Linked DNA regions of Mus musculus: region 2 is linked to region 1. The links are chromatin contacts, called in public Hi-C maps. All regions are on one chromosome and are shown on one strand. Each heading gives the region's core, a stretch centred on a gene start, on an enhancer-like site or on the middle of the called end of the contact. The rest is flanking DNA. Distances are from core to core; before and after follow the strand shown. Region 1 holds the start of Lactb2 (lactamase, beta 2). Region 2 overlaps Xkr9 (X-linked Kx blood group related 9).

What was found. Hi-C and Micro-C count contacts between places; a contact is called where the count stands out from the background.
Region 2: a Hi-C map of liver shows a contact between it and region 1, with 3 times the contacts expected there. The contact joins the enhancer-like site here to the promoter of Lactb2 in region 1. A contact is called at or near these places in 3 of 39 promoter capture datasets (liver and macrophages), 1 of 15 datasets of contacts at CTCF or cohesin (the G1E-ER4 cell line), 9 of 484 Hi-C or Micro-C datasets (embryonic stem cells, liver and muscle stem cells), 5 of 115 datasets of contacts at active chromatin or transcription factors (embryonic stem cells, hepatocytes, intestinal villus epithelium and 1 more) and 1 of 9 other capture datasets (pancreatic islet).

What each region holds. Positions count from the first base shown.
Region 1 is chr1:13,657,716-13,663,624 of GRCm38.p6, reverse strand. It overlaps Lactb2 (lactamase, beta 2), which reads left to right and starts at 3,116. Exons shown (of 7, transcript NM_145381.2): 1 at 3,116-3,296. The coding sequence starts at 3,175.
Region 2 is chr1:13,693,344-13,699,252 of GRCm38.p6, reverse strand. All of the region lies in intron 3 of Xkr9 (X-linked Kx blood group related 9), which reads right to left. Among named protein-coding and RNA genes, the nearest start is that of Xkr9, 28 kb to the right of the region's middle. Within about 2 kb of position 3,347, at least 2 of the 459 cell types and tissues checked have an H3K27ac peak or open chromatin away from gene starts, as enhancers often do. A contact at or near this core is called in hepatocytes and liver, where this site is marked.

The DNA.
Region 1 (5,909 bases), core at 1,867-4,366:
GTCTTGAGAAAGGCCCAAGGCTTAAACGCACAAGCAAGAGGGGAAGTACAAGTACTTATCAGCGGGAGGGGTGGGGCAGTGGAAATTTTTCTTTTGGCAGCTACACGGGGAAGCAGGAACTTGGTGGTATCAGGGTGTGGTCAGGACATCTGGCGCTGACTTAGGGCTGGAACATTCTGTGGTTCTCGGAACGGTGCATCGGTGGCCCACTTTTGACCCCCTTTTTTTCTTGGGGGGAGAGGCCCAATTCATAGATCAGGACAATAGCATTGTCTTAATAGCTCCCAACACAATTCCAGAGCGTTAGAGCCCATTAATGGTGGACCAAAAGCATAGTGGCAAGTGGCTGCGGCAGCAGCTGAGAACTCACATCTCAACACACAAGGAAGAGGCAGAACGGGAGCTCACAACTCAGCACACAAGCAGAAAGAAACTAACTCAAAACGCACAAGTCTTCTGGAACCTCAAGGCTCAAGCCCAGTGACACGCCTCCCCCAGCAAGGCCACACCTCCTAATCCTCCACTAATAGTCCCACCAAGTGACTGGAAGCCTAGTTTTTACTCTACAAAGCAGTGGTTCCATATCTGTGCCAGCGTGTTGATTTGCTTATTCTCTACATATTGCTCTTAGAGACCTCAAATTTTGTTCTAAATCTTTCAACTTTTTAGGACCCTAATATCTGTGGGACATAAAACCATGCCAGGAAGTTTGAGACCTATGCAGGTTGAGACCCAGAGACTCAGTGGACACACCTGAGACTTAAGCAACTTCCTGCCCTTGCCAGACCCCTGGCCTGGAACACCCACCATGCTTCTCACTTAAAAGAAACTTGTCCTATGGTCATATAGGCCCAAAGCAGAGTTCTCCATGCTAATGAGGTACCTAGAGGCCCAGAAGGCTTCACCAATAAGCTTTCCTTCCCAAACACTCCTCCCTGTAAAAGGCACTGAATCTCAGTTCCACTCTGAGTAGTAGGATATGGTTTTATGCATTCATTTTCTTCCATGACAATAAACTATTTAGAACCATGCATGAACTGTTTCTTTTATCAAGATCTACCATAGTAAGTCATGAAAAAGGCATTCAACTACAGAGACACAACTTAATTCTCCTGCAAAAAGCCTCTCTGCACGTCCAATGACAACCACTATGAAGCCTGCCTCTGCCAATCTGAGGACAATCACCCATGGGACAAGCCAGAGCTCCCCTTTCTCCTCCCCCACCCCCACCCCTGGATTAGACACTGGTCCCAACTCTGTGGGCCTCCAAATCTGTTCTTGGCTCTTCTGTGATTGATTCTCAGCTGTGCCTGGATGTATGTCCAAAAGTCTGAGAAACCCACAGCCCTGGCCTCATCGCAGGCCCAGGGACCCCAGAACCAGTTCCAGCTTTCCCACATCTCAGACTGTGGTTTCCCACCCCTGAAGCTGTGTCTTGGTGCTTCCCTACAGCACTGCACCCATCCCACCAGCTGTAGACACAGTCAAACTCTCCAAGAGGCCATGCCCAGCGGACGCAGACCAACATATATCCATGCACTAGACTCCACTCAAGTAAGCATGCAGTCGCATACTTCACAGAGAAAGACAGCCTTACTGGGTTGTCCCAGACTGTCCACCCAGGTTTTTCTTCTACATAGTGAATTCAGTCTTGGTTGTGTGCCTCAGCATTTGCTGGAGGAGCCATATTCCTAAAAGGAGTAGGCTAAGGTAGTGAATACACTCTACATCTCTTTTGTGGTATATATTCATCATAATTTGATGGATATCTTAGGATCTGTGCATTTTCTTATAAGTAACTTATAACTAAAAATTTTAAAGTGGGAAGCAATGCTTAATACTTGCTGATTGGGAAAGGCAGAGAAAATTGGAAAAGACAGAGCAATTATATCACTTTCACCTTGGACACTAAACCAACCTATTTCCCTTGGCAAGGGTAGGATAGAGAGGAGATAAACAAGCCCCTCCACTCTGCGCAGATAGCACCATGTGCTCATGTAAAACAAGTGGAAGCAGAGCTTGGCTCTCCCAAACTCCAATTTACATTTATAAAATGGGGGGAAATTGTGCCTGTTAAGAGTTAAGAACTGCCGGGTGGTGGTGGCGCACGCCTTTAATCCCAGCACTTGGGAGGCAGAGGCAGGCATATTTCTGAGTTCAAGGCCAGCCTGGTCTACAAAGTGAGTTCCAGGACAGCCAGGGCTACACAGAGAAACCCTGTCTCGAAAAAAAAAAAAAAAGAGTTAAGAACTACGTGGGATTTTAAGAGTAGATAACTAATGGGGTTTGGGGCGATAGATCAGTTATTAAAGTGATTGCCTTATAAGCACGACAAGCAGAGGCTGATCCCCCAGAACCTATGTAAAAATGTGGGGCATGGTGTCTCATTTTTATAATGCCTGTACTGGGGAGATGGAGACATGGGAATCTCTGGGGCTGTCAACCGCTGGCCAGTCTGGCCTGGGTGGCAAGTCAACACTGGTGAAGGGTATGCACAGTTCCTGAGTCACCTGAAATTGTCAAATTGTCTTCTGGCCTCTGCAGATATGCACAGTCGCTTTTATTTTCTTTCTTTCTTTTCTTTACTTTTTTTTTTTTTTCCTGTTGTTGAGGATTAAAAAGTAATGTTCGGAGGTGGCCCTTGGCTAGACGCACACAGGTACAAGTAAGCATTGGTTGCCATCATTTATTGTAAAAGGTAAGCTATTCTTCAAATCACCAGCCTGCCATTCCTTCCTAAGTTGGTGACTCAGTAAATACTCCCCATACCTGCCTAGCTTGTGACCTTCCCTCCCCCACTTCTGGAGGTTAACTTCAATGAAGTAACTGCATTCTTCTTTATGGATATGTAAAGCTACTTGGAAACAAGGCTCAGAGACACAAGAAGCTCAGCGACGGAGCCGGCTGAGGCCAGTGCGGGCGGGTCAGGCCACCTCATGCCACAGTCACCGCGAACTCATCCCTCCACCCCACCCCCGTCACTTGGCTGACGGGCGTGCCAGCAAGTCGTAAGATAGTGGCCGCCAATCCGCTCCGGGCCACTGAGCGAAGTCCCACGTGATCCGCGCCGGGCCTGACGTCACGAGACCGCCGCCCTGCCCTCCGAGCCTGAGGTCGCAGCACGCTGAGTGACTTGGAATTCGGGTGCCGGCGGTCACCGAGGTAGATAGAGAGATGGCTGCCGCTCTGCAGCGCATCGAGCAGCTGTCCAGTCGGGTGGTGCGCGTGTTGGGCTGCAACCCGGGTCCCATGACCCTGCAAGGCACCAACACGTACCTGGTGGGGACCGGCAGCAGGTAAACGCCACCCCCGAGCCCCCGCAGCTCACGCAGTCACGTGGCAGGGAGGCAGCGAGAGGCCAGGCTAGCCCCCAGCGCGTCCCCGAGCTCTGCGGAGGACAGAGGGTGTAAGAAAAGCACAGGCTTCCCAAGTCTGACTCACAGTTTACTTGCTGTCTCGCTGCCCGCAGGTGGTGACCGAGTGAGTTTACCGTAGCCTGTGTGTTAGTGCACACTTGAAATCCAGTGTTTGGAACGCAGAGGCAGGAGGTCGCCCCCAGTACGAGGCCATCCTAGGCTACATAGCCACTTTCAGGCTTGGTTGGGTCATATAACTAGGCCCTTAAAAGTTTACTGTAAGCAATTGACTATACTAAATCCAGTCTCTTACAGTAGAGGGCAGAATTTGCTTCTAGTTCAACCGGAGTCTAAACCCGACAGAGCAACCCAGCCTGTGGGTAGGAGAAACTAACTCTTGCTTTTTCTACTAATCGTGTATGACAAGCATATCTTGTTTGCGTTTAAAGTCTCTATTATATTAACTCTTCTAGAGTAAAGGATATTTACAAGCATCGGACTCTAAAAGTAGACATAAAAGGTTTAGCCCAGAGTGAATCAGGCCAGGGGAAAGTACGGGACCTTTAGGCTTCCGGCATGCTTTTAGCAGCAGAGTGCCTAACCTCTAGAGTATGGTCTGAGCCCAGGACAATCTCTTCGATGTGCCACTTTAAACCCATTCTGAAGTCAGCACCTAAGCCGGAAATTGCAAATAGTCTGAATAACCCTGGAGAATGCCCTGCTGGAGTTTGCTGTATGGTTCCAGGACATTCAACACAGCCTGCTTTTCTTCGAGGGTTAAAATAGATGGCTGGTTTCTATGCAAACTGGATGAAGAAGTTACTAAGATGAACAGTTGCTAAGCACAAATGTTCACTGGAATCATATATTGTACTTAAGTAATAGTTTTATTTTTATAGGCTCTTTAGGTAGTAAGTAATGGTAAAATAATTAACGTGCAGATGATGCTACTCAAACTAAAGGGTGATTAGAAACAAATATTAACTGGGTCCAAAGCAGATGTTCAAGACTTGTGTCCACTGCTCCGCATCACAAAAAGGTCTAAGATGATAGGTGGCACTATATCATTGAACTCATTTTTACACTTCTGTTTCTGCTAACTTTGGGGCTCATTGGCCAATCCCTCCTTGCTGACACAACATCCTCTCTAGCTGCTGGTCTCTCATTCTCCATCTTTATCAGAGTTTTGTACTTCTCTAAATGCAATCCTAACTTCATGCTATTCAGTTACAGTTGTGTGTCATGCATGCGTATGTGTGTGTGCAAGTGAGTGTGTATGTGTGTGTGTGTGTGTTTTCTTAACTCTCCCCCATTACCTGTGCTCTTCAGACTGAACCCTACTAAAGTGAAGCACAGGCCTTCCTGAGTTGATCTTATAAACAGAACCATCACTGTATTTGAGCAAACAAAACGCTTAAACACTCCTTAACATTTTTCTCCTCCTGGCACACATCCAAGCCATCTTGGCAATGTGGTTTTGACTTCTATTAACCCATTCAGTTCTTGCATAGATGTCTGCACTAACCTCCTAACTGGGTTACCTGCCTCTGCTTTTATCCCTCAGCCCATTCTCCCAAAGGCAGCCATCTTGTTCACCCTCTGGCCCAGCCATGCAGCCTTCCTAGTGTCCCAGATGAGGCATATTTCGCCCTCCAGACTTTAAGTTCTCTTCCGATTTTTTCCACTTCACTCACTCTTTAGAGCTCACGTAAAATGTCAGTTCCTTGTGGAAGTTAGCCCTGACCTCTTAGACAATATTGTAATGCACTGTAGGTTTTGTGGTGTTTATCTCAACTGTAGTTTTTGGTTTTTGGTTTTAAGTTTAAGGTCTGTAATGTATGAAATCCACTGTCTCTCTCTACTTGGTTATCCCACTGTAATGGAAGATGAGCCAAGGTTTATTTTCATATTCCCAGCCCCAAGCCTTGGACAGCAGAAGTGGCATAGTGAATCCTTACTGAATATTTGCTTACATTTTTTTTCTCTTAATTTTTGCTTTTGTTTGCTTCTTGGAGTACTGACAGCTTTAGCTGTCCTTTGTCCTTTGTTCTGGTCAATTTGTAGACATCACAGTTCACTAAAACCCTGGTAGACCTACCCTGACATTAAAATGCCCTTACTCAATAGTCTTTTCCAGGGTATATAACAGTCTTCCTCTGTTCAAGAGCCACTGATGGCTGAAATTCTAACCTTCCCTGTCTAAATGACTTTGAGGACAGATTTTGTGTACTATAGCAGAAGAAAGGGCCGTATAATTTAAGCTATTTTCAGTGTGGATATTACTTTGAGAACTTCGTATTTTGAGTACTGTATTTATAGGATTTGTTCCTCCCTGTCCTTCCTCCAACTTCTCTCCGATTCGTGGACTCTTTTATGTAAGTGTCATGGTTACATATATAATTATATAAACACCACCTGCTGAGTGCTTTCTTTATTGCTCCTATGCATCTGTTTAGGACTGACCACTTACTATGGTGTGTGTGTGGGTGGGGGCTCCCTGGAGGATTCACTGATTCTTCCCAGCACCATTGACTGCCTGTAGCTCTTTCTCTA
Region 2 (5,909 bases), core at 2,098-4,597, 35 kb before region 1:
TTATCTGTAGTGGACCTGCTCACTCACTTCCCATTCAGAGAAAGGAAAGCTTGGCACATATAAATATGGCCGTCCTCCAGCCCTCTCCCTCCAACTCCCCAAAGAGAAACAAAATGGTGTTTAGCAAAAATCTTCAATGTTCACTTAATCATAACGACATCAGTAGGGCTTGTGTTGGCTTGGGGCTATTTTTTTTTAACCTCTCAGAAACTATATCTTCTTCTTTTAGAGCATTTTTGCTTCCTGTAATTAGCATTTGCCTTCCTTCACACTTGATTTCTGTCTCCCACACTCTGAGAAGTCATCAAAACTGATGACTCCTGTTTGTGAGACTCAGAAAAGCCCTCAGGGTACAAACGCCTTATTAGTTCTAGTCAGGCTGAGAGCATTCCCACTTCCATATATTACATCAGATATTTTTCTGAGAGCATCCTCAGTTCCATATGTTACCTCAGATATTTTGCATTTAGGAAAGTCTTTCTAAGTATCGTATACAATGCCATGTTTTCAGTGGAAGGGTTGCCTATGAATCCTTTAGTCCTTAAGTGAGAAAGCTGATGCTCATAGCCTACTTCCCATCTACTTCCCATGCTGAGTGGAGAGATGAGTTCCCAGACAGCAGGGCAGGAGAGGTCCTGGGTGGGCAGATGTTCCCTGCTGGAGCTTAGAACAGACTCATTTTGCTCAGTGAATGGCTGCCCTTCTCCATATCTGAACAGATGTAGCCTCTGAGTTGTGAGGAGAGGGTCTCCACTGACACCATCCTGCCATGCTTAGCAAACTGAGAAGCAACAAGCACTCCTTTTCCATGTGCCTTAGGGTACTCAGTGCAGCCACTACCCAGAGCTAGAATAAACAAGATGGTATACTATGTTAAGATGACAGACAACCCAGGAGGACTTCAGACTAAATTCTTCCAGGCTCTGCCCACCCTCCACACCCTCTGCCCAAAGATTGAAATATAGATAAAATTGGACTTTGGAGCCTGAGTCTGTCATCCTGCTCTTTCATGCAGCTGGGCCAATCAGTGATCAAAGAAACCAACCTCATCACTATTGGCCCTTTGCCACTAATGACTTTGTAACTAGAGAACTCACAACTCCCCCTTTTTCAGACAACCCTCAAGATTTAATTTCTTAGAGATAGTCCTCTTCACCCCACTTAAGATGATTTCGAAGAACCCTTGTAGTTCTCCTCACCACAGACAGAGGCCAGGAAAGAGGCCAGGAAACTGGTTCCTGGTCCCACAGAGGAACTCACCAAGCAGCTATTGATACTAGCTTTTCTTAATCCACCCAGATTGGGACTTGAACACCACTAAAGATAGAGAGACTCTTAATCTGCCAGGTTCTGTTGGCAGATGTCAAAGCAGCTGAAAGACAGCCACTAATTTGGCCAAAGACAATGCAAAAGAGCAATAGTTCTAGCCTTTATTAACTAGACAACCCCAGATATCAGGAAACTCCAAAGGGTTCAAGAACAAGAAACTGGAATTTAAAAGATAATGACCAAAAAAAAAGTGTTTAATAAAGACAGAAAAATAGGGAAAAAAAGACAGGTAGAAGAGCAAAAGAAACAGACTCATGATCCGACAAAGATTCTGTTAGCAGCCATAGCCAAACCAAAAGACTCTAACAGATGGCTGAAACAAATGGCTTCTAGAAACCAATACTCAGGGCTCTGGTGCTGGGCCCATGGCCTACCAGTAGAGGGCACGTCTAACACAAATGACTTCTACAAAAAAAGATAAGAGGGGCCCTAAGGACCAAAAACACCCCCACTTAGAAAAAGAACAATGCACTTATTATAAAAGGGAAGAAGAGGAGGAGGAGGAGGATGAAGATGCAGCATCCACTGGGTCAGAAAATGCCCCAGGGGTAAGGGGAGCCTATTCAAACCTTGGCCTTAAAAGATGCCCAGGATGATGCTGAAAATAGAGAAAAAACACACTAGCTTCCTTAGGGCTAATAAAACTTACAGTTTACAAATGACCTCCTGGTAACAACATAAACCAAACAAAAATGTCTAAAAAAAAAAAAGCCCTATTCTGTCAACCACAGGTGACCTCCCTAGATCCAGGGGCCTGAAAAAAATTTCTACACCAGCTTTGGGGTCGCCAAAAGTGACTAGTTTTTCCATCTCCTCATGGATGAGAGATCGGGGCCCTGGCACCAGCCAATGGCCTCCCTGTCAAAGACATTGGACCCCGTTGCCAGAAGCAGAACCCTCTGTTAACACATCAACAAAGCTACAGCCTCCTGCTTAAGGATGCTAAGAAACTGTCACTGAGCCAAAGCCTGACCATAGCCAATACCAAAATGACTCATTACCAGTCTCTCCTCTTAAAGCCCCCTTTCAGGCTCCAGATGCCCTAAGCTCAGCTAGTCTGCTGCCTAACCCAGACATCAAAGGACCACTACATGACTGCTTGGACAGTTAGGTCCACATCCATGGGACTAGACCAGATTTTCAGACAGCCTCATTCAGTATGAACAGAGGTATGCTGGGACAGTGTTCAAACACCAAGTGTCATTTGGGCAGAGCCACTCCTGACAAGAATGTCAGCCCAAAAAACTGACCTAATAGCTCTAACCAAAGTGCTAGGGGAAAAAAAAAAAAGACCAGAGACACTGATAGCCAGTATGTCTTTACTACCACTCACATCCATGGGGCTGTTTATAGGGAGAAAGGCCTTCTGATGACAGAAGAAAAGAATATCAAGAAAAAAAAATCCTCTCCTTACTAAGGGCTCTATGGGGGCCTAAAAAGCTGGCCATCGTTCACTACTTGAGATAGCAGAAAAAGAAAAAAAAAAAAAAAAAAAAAAACAAAGATCCAGTTTCAGATGAAGCAACCTGTCCCACTGCCTCTTGCCCCTGACTCCCCTGGATCTAAAAGATTCTATACTCCATGATCACCCTGAATATTCAAAAGATGACATAATCTGGACTAGAAACTTGCTCATGTCCAAACATTAGGGCAGGTGGTAGAAAATAGCAGATTACCAACCCATATGACAGAAGAAATGAGACTACACATATTTCAAGAGATCCACCACTCCTCCCACATGGATGTCCGGAAAATACAGGAATTGATATCAAGATTAAAGATATTAACTCAAAAATAACTAAGATTGACTGATTCCTGTGCTACAGCACTACACACCCAAATACTGCCAGAAAAGGACTAGCCTCCCAGGAGTGTGGACAAGCCTGTGAGCACAGGTAAGACCACCGCTTCTGTTCAGAGGTACCTGCCTAGAATCCTCAGGACACAGGAACTGAGGAGGAGCCTGGCACAGGAGTGTTCCAATTTCCCTCTGTGCCCGGAGCTGATCCTGTGCCACAGTGCTAACATTCCCAAATACCGCCAGGAGAGAACTAGCCTCCCGGGAGTGCCAATGCACCTGTGAGAACAGGAGGGACAAGCCACAGTCAGAGACACCTCATGGTACCTTTTCCGAAATTGACTATTTAATCAGTCACAAAACAGGCCTCAACAGATACAAGATGACTGAAATAATCCCATGCACCCTATCAAATCACCATGGACTAAGGCTGGTCTTCAATAGCAACAAAAACAACAGAAAGCCCACTTGCACATGGAGCTGAACCATGCCGTACTCAAAGATGACTTAATAAAGGAAGAAATAAAGAAAGAAATTAAAGACTTTTTAGAGTTTAATGAAAACAAAGGTACAACATACCCAAACTTATGGGACACAATGAAAGCAGTGCTTAGAGGAAAACTCATAGCTCTGAATGCCTCTTTTTTGAAACTGAAGAGAGCATACGCTAGCAACTTAACATCACACCTGAAAGCTCTAAAACAAAAAGAAGCAAATGCACCCAAGAGGAGTAGACGGCAGGAAATAATCAAACTCAGGGATGAAATCAACCGAGTAGAAACAAAAAGAATCAAAGAATCAACAAAACCAGGAGCTGATTCTTTGAGAAAATCAACAAGATAAATAAACCCTTAGCCAGACTAACCAGAGGGCACAGAGACAGTATCCAAATTAACAAAATCAGAAAGGAAAATGGATATATAACAACACAAGTTGAAGAAACTAAAAAAAGTATCAGATCCTACTATAAAAGCCTATACTTAACAAAACTGGAAAGTCTGGATGAAATGGACAATTTTCTAGACAGATAACAAATACCTAAGTTAAATCAGAATCGGATAAGCCATCTAAACAGTCCCATAACCCCTATAGAAATATAAGCAATCATTAAAAGTCTTCCAACCAAAAAAAAAAAAAAAATCCCAGGACCAGATGGGTTTAGTGGAGAATTCTATCAGACCTTCAAAGAAGACCTAATACCAATGCTCTCAAACTAGTCAACAAAATAGAAACTGAAGGATCACTACCCAATTCTATGAAGCCACAGTTACACTGATAACAAACCTCACAAAGATCCAACAAAGAAAGAGAACTTCAGACCACTTTCCCTTATGAATATGAGTGCAAAAATACTCAATAAAATTCTTACAAACTGAATCCAAGAACACATCAAAACAATCATTCACCACAATCAAGTAGGCTTTGTCTTAAGGATGCAGTGATGGTTCAATTTACAGAAATCCATCAACGTAATACACTACATAAACAAACTCAAAGGAAAAAAAAAAACCACATTATCATTTCATTAAATGCTGAAAAAGCATTTGACAAAATTCAACACCCTTTCATGTTAAAAGTCTTGGAAAGTCAGGCGAGGTGGCGCACTCCTATATTCCCAGCACTTGGGAGTCAGAGGCAGGCAGATTTCTGAGTTTGAGAAAAACCAAAAAAAAAAAAAAAAAAAAAAAAGACAAGAAAAAAGAAAAAGAAAAACAAACAAACAAACAAAAAGTCTTGGAAACGGGGCCTAGCAAACACAGAAGTGGATGATCACAGTCAGCTATTGGATGGATTACAGGGCCCCCAATGGAGGAGCTAGAGAAAGTACCCAAGGAGCTAAAGGGATCTGCAACCCTATAGGTAGAACAACATTATGAACTAACCAGTACCCCGGAGCTCTTGACTCTAGCTGCATATGTATCAAAAGATGGCCTAATCGGCCATCACTGGAAAGAGAGGCCCATTGGACTTCCAAACTTTATATGCCCCAGTACAGGGGAATGCCAGGGCCAAAAAGTGGGAGTGGGTGGGTAGGGGAGTGGGTGGGAGGGTATGGGGGACTTTTGGGATAGCATTGGAAATATAAATGAGGAAAATACCTAATAAAAAGTATAAAAAAATAAATAAATAAATTTGAAAAAAGAAAAAAAAAGCCTTGGAAAGATCAGGAATTCAAGGCTCATACCTAAACATAGTAAAAGCAATATACAACAAACAAGTAGCCAATATCAAAGTAAATGGAGAGAAACTTGAAGCAATCCCACTAAAATCAGGGACTAGACAAGGATTCCTTCTCTCTCCCTGTTTAATCAATATAGTACTTGAAGTTCTGGCTAGAGCAATTAGACAACAAAAGGAGGTTAAAAATATACAAATTGGAAAGGAAGAAGTCAAAATACCATGCAGATGATATGATAGTATTTATAAGTGACCCCAAAAATTCCACCAGAGAACTCCTACAGTTGATAAACAACTTCAGCAAAGTGGCCAGATATAAAATTAACTCAAACAAATTGGTAGCCTTTCTCTACTCAAAGGATAAATAGGCTGATAAAGAAATTAGGGAAAGGACACCCTTCACAATAGTCACAACTAATATAAAATACGTTGGTATGACTCTAACCAAACAAGTGAAACATCTGTATGACAAGAACTTCAAGTCTCTGAAGAAAGAAATTGAAGAAGATCTCAGAAGATGGAAACGTCTCCCATGCTCGTGGATTGGCAGGGTTTATATAGTAAAAATAGCCATCTTGCCGAAAACATTCTACAGATTCACAAA